2 separate regions of the Canis lupus genome follow, and region 1 is linked to region 2. A link is a contact called in public Hi-C data. All regions are on one chromosome and are shown on one strand. The core of a region is the stretch at or near the end of the contact, and the rest is flanking DNA. Distances in the headings are between cores, read along the strand shown. Region 1 overlaps N4BP1 (NEDD4-binding protein 1). Region 2 holds the start of N4BP1 (NEDD4-binding protein 1).

The links. Hi-C and Micro-C count contacts between places; a contact is called where the count stands out from the background.
Region 1: a Hi-C map of blood shows a contact between it and region 2, with 3 times the contacts expected there. The contact joins the enhancer-like site here to the promoter of N4BP1 in region 2. A contact is called at or near these places in 4 of 9 Hi-C or Micro-C datasets (amygdala, blood and liver).

What each region holds. Positions count from the first base shown.
Region 1 is chr2:65,834,478-65,839,840 of UU_Cfam_GSD_1.0, forward strand. N4BP1 (NEDD4-binding protein 1) reads left to right here. Exons shown (of 7, transcript XM_038531101.1): 3 at 2,073-2,203; 4 at 3,669-3,765. Among named protein-coding and RNA genes, the nearest start is that of N4BP1, 37 kb to the left of the region's middle. Within about 2 kb of position 2,859, at least 2 of the 20 cell types and tissues checked have an H3K27ac peak or open chromatin away from gene starts, as enhancers often do. A contact at or near this core is called in blood, where this site is marked.
Region 2 is chr2:65,797,948-65,802,760 of UU_Cfam_GSD_1.0, forward strand. It overlaps N4BP1 (NEDD4-binding protein 1), which reads left to right and starts at 2,050. Exons shown (of 7, transcript XM_038531101.1): 1 at 2,050-2,247. The coding sequence starts at 2,050.

The sequences.
Region 1 (5,363 bases), core at 1,609-4,108, 37 kb after region 2:
ATATGAACTCTGGATGTGTTCTCACTTTTAAGCAATTACAATGATTTTTAAAGATTTTTTTTTTTTATTTTTTTTTTTTTTTTTTACGATGAGGCCTAAGAAAACTACCTCCAGCCTTTCTCCAGTAACAGACGTCCTGTTGCTACATTCTTGCCATATTTTGAATGTTTTTAGATAAACATACCACTACTGAGTTACCTCATCAAGAATGGATTTTCTAGCATATGTTTTTTGGGGCAAAGCTGTGCAGTCTCTTGTTTGTGGCTCACTGAGGAGAGAGTAGGCTTTAGTCTCTTAAAGGAGGAGTTCCTGAGCTACTCTTCTGAGTGTTAGAAGTTTAGTGCATGTCCAGCTCATTCCTCCTCCATGAAAATATAGATTTAGGTGGAGCCAGTCCCATTGTAGGGTGCTAGAAAGGACACTGGTCCAGAAGTACGGAAGCCTGAGTAATTCCAGTGCACCCACCCTGTGATTGCAGCACTCCTGGGAAAGTCGCTCTGCCTCTCGGGGCTTTCATTTTTTTTTAGCTAACAGGAATCTAACTGTTCTGTCTCCTCCTAAATTCTGTCATTCTGGGGCACAGTACAGGATAGCAAAACAGGAAAAAGGAGGGATGATTGAAGGCCTGTTTCTAGGGATGGCTTCATAGAAGAGGGTCTGGAATTGAGTCCCAAAGGCACTGGAAGAAGGTATAAGAGAAGGTCTACAAAGCAGTGAAACGAAAGCCCACTGCCCAGGAAGAGGGAGGTGGTAAGCCCACCCAGACAGAAATGAGTGTGGCTGGATCCCTCCTGACTAGTCAGATGTGGAGGGGAACTTGAAGCACTGCCCTGGGTTTGTCCAGAGGGATAGTGCCATTGAAGACTCTGAGCAGGATCAGAGGCATCAGGGCTGCGTTTTGGGGTCTAACTGGGGTTTGAGGACGGATTGGGTTTAGTGGGGCTGACTTGAGACACGTGCAGGAGCTGGTGGGACTTTTAAGTGAAGAAATTCTCCACCAAGTGGTTTTGATGTGGAGACACTAGACATAAAGAGAAGACAGGACTGAAGGTGCAGGATTTCCTGTCACTGGAGTATAAGTGACTGTGGAAATAGTGAAGATAGATTATGCTCATTTTATAAACTGTAGCTTTATAGTTTGGGGTTTTGATTCTTTTTCTCTCTAATATCCATTAGGTAAATGGATTACTGCCTACAAAATTTCAAACTTTGAAAACCAGCTTTTTAAAAAAATCTCCATTTTTATTAACTGCTAGAGAATACAATTTAAAGATTTTTTTGTTTGTTTCTTTTGAAATTTGTTACCACATTTTTGGGTGGGACCAGTTTGTAATCCACTGTATCAGGGGTTGCGAACTGTGGGCCAAATCTGGCCACCACCTGTTTTTGTAAATAAAGAAACACAGCCACCCTCATTCATTTCCAGTTGGTGGACTTGAGTGATGCAGCAGAGACCAGATGGCCTGCAAGGGCCCTCTCCAGAAAATCGTATCCTGACTTACATTCTATACTGTCCCTGTTAGTTTCATTGTAATCATGCCCTCAACTTCCTTATCTCCCTAGAAGCGGTAAACTGAGTAGGTTTCACAGTTGCCTAGAAAGTGTATGGAACCTTGGAGCCAGAGGCATCTGTAGCCTTTAGAAGTTGTGAGTCCCGTATCATGGAAGAGTCATCATGTCTACTTCTGCTTCAGCAACAAGTTTCTTAATAAAATGTATAAAATATTCTTAGAGGCCAATGACTAGGCCAGGACTCTTTGGAATGGGCTCTCTAAAAAAAAAACAAAATAAAAAATGTAATAAACAAGTATTATCATGAAGCTAAAACTGCCTTCTATACCAATAGCACATTCAATTAAATTAGCAAAATACAAGAAAAATCATAAAGCTGTTAATCACATGTCATGCAAAGGATTCCATCTGGCTTTGCAAAGTCATAAACTATGCAGCTTGATGCCAAAGAGTGTAAAAGTATTTGCAATTGTTTTTGTTGTATGTGGAGTTTACCATTTCACTTTTTCATGGTGAAACTTAACATACTTTAAGCTGAAATAAATTTTGTTTTCTTATAGCCATGGTCTGAAAAAGTTCTTTTCTTGTCGTGGAATTGCAATTGCAGTTGAATATTTTTGGAAGCTTGGCAACAGAAATATCACTGTATTTGTCCCACAGTGGAGAACAAGGCGTGATCCTAATGTCACAGGTGAGGCAAAAACTGATCCTTCCAAATTTCTCCCTTTCTAGATGTTAATGAGTTGGCTTATAATTGCAACACATTCTTCTTAGAGTCACAGCTTTAAAAGTAAAATGGTACTCTGTTGGTCCCAGTAGAACAATAGTGCGTTAAAGCCTAAGAAGTACTTGGGGGAAGGATGGAAAGTTAACATAGTTGTTTATATGGAAAGTTATGTTAGAGTTCATTATACATCACAAAAATTTTCCTGACTTTCTAAAAAGTAGGTTAAATTTGTCTTTGTTAGTCTGGGCTTTTGCCTCATTAAATAGTCCTTTCTAAAATGGTCACTTGATAAATTTGGGAACTCCCATATACAGTGTTTTTTGAACAGTGTGTTTAATAGCTTAATATGAGTTATGTCTTTTAATCGTGTGGTGGTACTCCATGGTTGATTGCAGGCCACACACGAGAGCTTTGAACTTGGTGAATCGTGCAGTATTCCAGAGAAACCTTAGGTTGTTTCTCAGGTCACAGAAGAGTGGTGAGACTATGTCAGGCAGCTTAACATGGCAGTGAGCCTAGACACAAAAGGTAGATTAGGAGGAGGAAGGGTGAATACAGAGCTCACCCAGCATTTAAACAGGAAGTGAAACTTAGTCACTGTTGAGGTGGAAATGGTAAGACCACACATTTCTCAAGTATCCCAACTTCCCTCATTTTGGGGAGCAGATCAGTCTTAACTGAGGGTGCTTGAGGACTGAGGCAGAGCCACTAATTTTTGCAGTAGGATCCATGAGAGGGTCTTGTGAGCCCTCCTGTGCTCTGCATGTCTAGGACAATAAAACTGTTTCAGTCTAAGCCAACAGTGAGTACCATTGCTGGGGTGCGGGTGAGGGCCACCACACCCTGAGCTTTTAGCTGCTTTTTGCCCATTGACTGGTTTTCTACAGTTTGGCTTTGGCCCTCATTTCTTTGTCATGACCCACTCCCATGAAAATCAGCAAAGCTTCCTGCACATGACAGAGAGGTTGAATTCAGTGCCAGCCAGAGGGATATTTTGACAGACTCTTGGGGTGGGACAGAGCCTCTTGTCCCTGCACTCCCTCTGCTTCCGGTCCTGTTTCCTGTCCCATCCCCACCTTCTCTCTGGGACTTGTGTCTTCAGTCCCTGTCCTGCTGCTTGTGATGTTGCTGTGAAAAAGCTATTGATGGTAGGGTTCATTAAATACAGGTTTATGGTTTACTCTTAATTTAAGGAACAGATGAGTTTAAAAAACAGCTAAGGTCAATTTTTACATTCTTTTTGCCTTAGTGTGTGTTGCTTAATTTTTTTTTCCTTCCTAGTGTGTTAGTAAAAGTGAGTCTTTTTGAGTTAGGAAGGAAAAGGTTTTCATAACTCTCCAAGTGAAACATTTGGGGATACTTTCATTTATTTAAACATCTGGGAAGATAGCCTTTTTCTGAATGTGTATTCAACTTATTCTGTAAACAGAACAGCACTTCTTAACCCAGCTACAGGAGCTCGGAATATTATCTTTAACTCCTGCCCGGATGGTCTTTGGAGAAAGAATTGCTTCTCATGACGACAGGTATGACAGGCTGTTTTCTTTCCTGAAGTGGTGGGGAGCGGGGTGGTGAGGAGCCTACCGCCTGCTCCACTGGCCAGTTCGTGATGCTCCTGGACCCACATGCATAAAGGACTTAATAGATCAAGGGGTTTGAGAATTTTAATATTTATGGACATTAAGGTTATATACTCAGTGAGTTACTTTTATTTTTTTAATTTTTTTTTTCTGGGTTTAAGAACATTACCTAAAGTCTGTTAGAATGTTTGTTTGTTATTTGTTTCTTAAATAAAACATGATCGAGAATCCATAAGTAAAAGCGGACATTGAGTTCTCTTTTTTGATGCATACTAAAAGTGATGTTTGAGTAAAGTTTGTCTTGTCTGAGTGTGGCAGCCTCACGGATGCTTTTCAAACATTATCTATCTTCTCTAGGTTGATTTTGGCCAGACTTAGTTTGTCATTGTCATACCTAAGCCCTCAGTATTTCTTCCATGTAATGAAAGATGGTGTCAGCTGACCCAAAGCATGATCAGAGTAAGCTGCATTTCTGAGGTTGGAGTGTCACTCAGAAAGCAAGTGTTAGTGCATTGGAGACAATAAGCTTTAATCTGCACCTTTTACATTTTCTTCTAAAAGCTTTGCTGAGCACGAAGTGCAGTGCCCAGAACTAGACCCGGAACACGCATGATTCAGATACAGTTTCTACTGATCTAAAGAAGAAGGCACACAAATAAATAATAGAGGAGAGTGTTGTGGTGGTTGAATGAGAGAAGGTCCCAAATGTGACCATTGACACGACAGCCAATTTTTCAAACCCACTTCGGAGTGAAGTCAGTAGTAGTGTAGTAGCCTCTTGGTGTTTCTTCTACATTGCCCCCCTTTATGGTATTCTGGCCTGAAACACTTAGAATGCCCCGGTGGTTTTGCCTCAGTATTCCACCAAAATGGTCCCCCCCACATTGAAGACCGTGTTTGGCTTGTGATAGTCAAATGGGTTAAAGGTGAAAAGGGGCTGAGTGGGGATGGGAGGGGGGAGCATGACTTGGGATGACAGCAGATGTTCATTCAGCAAAAGGTCCAGAGGGCTTTCTCCATTGACAGCCCTTTGCCCTTTTCCAGGCTGGGATGAGAGACCAAGTCAGATAGAATCAGAAGTGACAGGAAAGATAGTGTGAGCAAAAGTGGAAGGAGAACAGCGTTGGGGTGAGGCAGGGTTGAGGAAGTTCTAGGAGACCATGTCCGGCTCCAGCTCCATGATGCTGGGCTCAGACCCTTTCATGCTTGGGTAGAGGGGCAGCTGGGCTGTTGGGCTCACGAGGAACCTTCAGATCGCTAACACCATAGCTGTACACCTGCAGAATTTGAAGGCCTGTGCAGGTATACAGACTAAAGTTTGTGCTTAATTTATATGACTCTGAGTTTTTAGTGAACATGGATCTATGTCTTGATTCATAGTACTTGCACTCAGAAGCATTACTATTTTTGTTACTACCTCTGGGCAAACATCACCCATTTACAATTCATGCCAGCTAGAAATAGTTTATAAAATATTCATTAATAAATTCAGAATGTTAATTCATACTTTCCAAGGTGTCCTAAAACCTCTGAAACTAATGGCT
Region 2 (4,813 bases), core at 800-3,299:
TGGCATTTCCAACTGTAACATCTTTAGATCCCCTTCTTTCTCCTCAAGGGGAAATCTACACAGATGGAGGGGGCTTCCAGGCCCACAAGTTCAACATGGTTGTATAATCCATACAAAGTTTTTCCATGAAAATAGAACCTCAAATGCATTGCTAATCTACCAAAGAGTAATAGCTAATACTTAGTGATCACTCACTGTGTCCAGGTACTGTAGTTATTTTCACAACAGGAGGTACTATTTTTGCCCACATTTCACAGATGAGGAATTAAGACACAGAGAAGTTAAGTAATATTCTCATGATCCTTATCTACCTGCTACATCCACAACGTTTAGCCCAGAGAAAGGAAACCAACATTTTATCTTCTAAAATCTCTTTTTATGGACTCAGAGAATGTAAGATCTGGAAAAGCCTTTAAAGATAACTGAGAACACCCCATGGATTTATAGATGAGAAAACAGAGCTGGGGAGGGCTTGGGGTGTATTTATTAAAGCCCCACAGTAAAAGGGATGCGCCCCTAATCTCCCACTTTTTGCACCTCTATTATAACACATACCCATCCTTCCCTCCCAGAAGAAATCACTCTCCTGATTTTTTTTAATCATTTCTTTCCTCCTCAATTCCCCATACTTATTATTCCCATTTTCTTCTCCTCTTGTTACCATTTTTATTCAAAGAACAACAAGAAAGAAAAAGAAGGAACAGAACAGAAAGGAAGAAGATGGGTAGGGAGAGAGAAAGAAAGGGAGGGTGAGAGGGATGGAGAGAGGGAGGGAGGGAGGGAGGAAGGAAGGAAGGTCATCTACCTATCAATTACTGAGAAGCTGGAAGGTCAGGAGAAAGGGTGGAAGGAATGAAGGGAAGGAGGGAGGGGAAAGTAGGGAGGGAGGAAGGAAGGAGGGAGGGGGAAGGGAGGAAGAGGGGGAGTAAGGAAGGAAGATCATCTGAGAAGCTGGAAGGGATGCAGAAAGGGTGGCAGGAAGAGAAGGAAGGAAGGAAGGAGGAAAGAAGAAGGAAGGAAGGAAGGAGGAAGAAGGAAGGAAGGAAGGAGGAAGGAGAAGTGAAGGTAAGGCAGTCAACTTAATGAGGCAGAGGAAGAATACGGAAGGAGCGTAAGGAAGGAAGGAAGGAGTAGTAATTACGTAAGGACCCTGGATGATGCCAACTTCTCCTCAGGAAGAAGGATTGACCTCCATACTTCCTCCTTATTCCTAATTCCGCAAAAGTCCTCCCTCCTCCTGCATTACTTCCTGCCTCTTTCCTGTTGAAGGAAGGAAGGAAGGAAGGAAGGAAGGAGGAAGGAGGAAGGAAGGAGGAAGGAAGGAAGGAAGGAAGGAAGGAAGGAAGGAAGGAGAAGGAAGAAGGCAGGCAGGCAGGCGGGCGGGCAGAGGGAGGGTGGGAAGGAGGGGTACCATCTGCCTATCAATTACTGAGAAGCGGGAAAGCTCAATTGCTAGAGCGCTAGTTTGGGCTTCAAGATGTCTGAAGACAAACCCAAATCCCTTGTGACCCTGGGTCAGTCCCGTCAACTGGGTCATAGCCTCAAATCCCCCATCTGTAAAACCACAGATTCACCATCCATCAAGTCACCCAAAAGGGTTGTGCCCTCACCCAAGAAGGCCGCCCAGGCCCCTCTCCGGAGCCGTCGCCTTGCCCTCAACCAACATGGCCACTGCGCGTGACGTCGAGTTCCGTCGCCCCCGCCCTCCGCCTTTCCCTGGGGGGCGGCGAGCATCAATGACGGCGGCGGGCTGGGCGCATGCGCGGCGGCGGGGCCCGGCCCGCGGCGGCGGCGGCGGCGGCGGCGGCGGCGGCGGCGAAGGGGCGGAGGGGTTCTCCGCCCGCAGTTGCCAAGCCGCGGCGGCCGAGCCGGGATGGTGTAGCTGGGCCTGCGGGCGGGCGGCGGGGCGCGGGCGCGGGCGCGGGCGGGGGCGAGGCTAGGCGGCCGCGAGGGCCGACGCCGCCGGACGGGCTCGGGTGCAGCGGCGGCACGCTGAGGGGGCGTCGCCGCCGCCGGCCCCCGGCGCCGCCGCGGGAGGCCGCGCCCGCCATGGCGGCCCGGGCGGTGCTGGACGAGTTCACCGCGCCCGCGGAGAAGGCGGCGCTGCTGGAGCGGAGCCGCGGCCGCATCGAGGGCCTGTTCGGCGTGAGCCTGGCGGTGCTCGGCGCGCTCGGGGCCGAGGAGCCGCTGCCCGCGCGCATCTGGCTGCAGCTCCGCGGGGCGCAGGAGGCGGTGCACAGCGCCAAGGTGAGTCCCGCCGCCCGCCTGCCCTCCGTGCGGGGACGCAGCGAGGCGCCGCGGCTGCGAGCGCATCTCCGGAGCCCGCCGACCTGCGTGCCCGCCCTCGAGCCGTGCGACCTTGGGCTGGCGGCTCAGCCCCCGGGCGCCTCAGTTTCCCCGTTTGCGAAGCGGCGCTGACGCAAGCGCGTCGGTCGGAGGGCGTCGCGGCGACCGCGGTGGGTGCTGTTGAGCGCGGAGCGCGGAGCGCAGAGCCCGGGGCCGGCCCGCGGGGTGTTGCGCAGGGCCTGCGCGCTCGCGGCCTGCAGCCGCCTCGGCCCCCTTTCTCTCCCCGGGCCTCCGGGACCCACGGGGCTTCTGAGCCCTTCTGGGATTTCGGGCCCCTTTGACAATCCGACAAAAAAAAAAAAAAAAAAAAAAAGGCCGACCATCCATCCTAGTAGTGAAATGCACAGCGTACCATCATCCAGAAGAGATGGGGATGTTTAACAACAGTGTTGGAAAAAGAGCGTTATTCTTTGTGTTGATGTTGTTGGTCACAGAGCGTCAGGCGTTATGCTAAACCCTACACGAGGGTTATCTAACGCAGGTCTTAAAAAAAAAAAATCCGGGGCGGTGCATTTTTATTATTTTTCCTCTCTCTAAATTAAACAGCTGGGGAAACTGAAACTCTGCAAGTGGTGACTCACCTCTCAAAATCAGCATTTCAGCCTTAAACCTACGCAACACCTTCAACTACTCCCCTTCTTCCCCGAACCAAGACACAGTAACAAAGCATCTCTCTCCTCCCCCCCCCTTCTCCTCCCTTCCAGGTTTCTCCAGGTTTTCCTGTCTAGTCCGTGGGGGAGCCAAGACTCAGACTTAGGGCCCTTGTTCTTGATACCTGTCTTCCCAAATGATGAACCCTCTGGCTGGGAAGAAAATGGTCCTTTTTGTGGCATCCTACTTCAGAAATTTCAACAGTGTCCTTGGAGAATTGGATGTTCTGTGATTCCTGAGTATCTTAGACTTAAAAAAAAAGAAAAAAAAGAGCCTGGGTGCTTGTTTTAGTATCTTTGGAAGAGATAGGGCAGTTACCTGTGATTCTTCTCCGCAGCGTAACTCAAAACATTGTAGATGTTGAATCACATTTGCTTTCCTGTGCTTAATTTGTTCCCCGACTTTTCATTTTTGTAAAGTGTTTTAATTTTCTAAAGTAGCCCTATGCATCCAGCGTGGGGCTTGAACTCATGACTCTCAGATCAGGAGTCACATGCTTGTGGACTGAGCCAGCCAGGCACCCCCTAACTTAATTTTTAACTTCTTCCCAGGCCCCTCATTCTTTTTTCCCCAGCGACTGACTTTCTTCCCCAGAGCTAAAAGGTTGGCCCGTGACTAAGCTCTGTTAATATTTCTGAAAATCTCTTAGATGCACTCATTCGCTCATTCTTCTCTTTTTCGTTGCCTCTGCTGCAATTGAGACCTTCATCCTTGGTATGTGCCCCTCCCTTAGTTCACTGCCCTCACTCCATTCCTTCCTCCCTCCCGTTCTCCCTCCCTCTGGTATAACTTGCATTAAACTGATCCTCCCACAGAAAATCTTTTTCCTGCCTTGGGACCTACTAGGACCTCCTGTTGCCTGTCTCATTCACTCTAAACTCCTCCTCTGGAGATTTACAGAACATTAACCTAATCTAGTCCCACCTTATTTTACCAGTTCTGTGTGGTAGCAGCTCTCAAGCTTAAACCTCTACCGACTGACTAGTCACTGCTTTTACTGTGTGCTTCACCTGCTCCCAGTTCAGCTTTACTCAAGACTCCTCCCAAGTGTGGAAAGTGCTCTACAGAAAAACTTGGCACGCTCTGCCAGACCCTCCCAACTCCTTTTCTCCTGCTTGTCCTGCCACGTAGTTGAGTGTAAACTATTTGGAAAAGGTGTGCCTTACAGTATCTTGGTAGTAGGTGTCACTTGCCCTGGTGATATACAGTGTCTCGGATATCTTTGTGATGTGTGTTACTCATCATCCAGTCCTCCCATTTGTAAGAAATCCTTTTTCTTTTCCCTTGAGATTCATGGGTAAGCACTGAATACCGTAGTTTTAATTGGCTTTGGAGTTTGTTTTACATTCTTTTGAGGAAGAGAAAACCATTAACTTAGAAATTAAGAACAGGAAAGCAAACTTCAACATCTACAATATTTTAAGTTGTGGAGGAGGAGAAGGTTTGGGGGAAGGAAGATTTAGAGTAAGTAAGAATTTTTTTAGGTAGCTAGCTAGTAGGCTCAGATAAGATGCCAGCAACTTTTCTGGGTCCTTGCAGGTGGTTTACTTTGTTTCCTGCTTTTAAAATGTTAAATCACTGCATTTAGCTAATGTTAGAGTAGAAGAGAATGTGGGGGTTTAGTTAGTTAGGGCTCCATTGGCTAGAGAGAAAGGTAAAGAAAATGATAATGTCCTGGGAGGTTTTAAAAAGGCACACATTCTGTAAATGTGGACCCTACGTCAAAGAGGAAATGTGTTGGGGGAAGCAGCACTTGGGCTGAGCTTTGAAGAGCCTGTAAGATTCCCAGGAGGTAGTTGTGAGCAAAAGCTTGAGG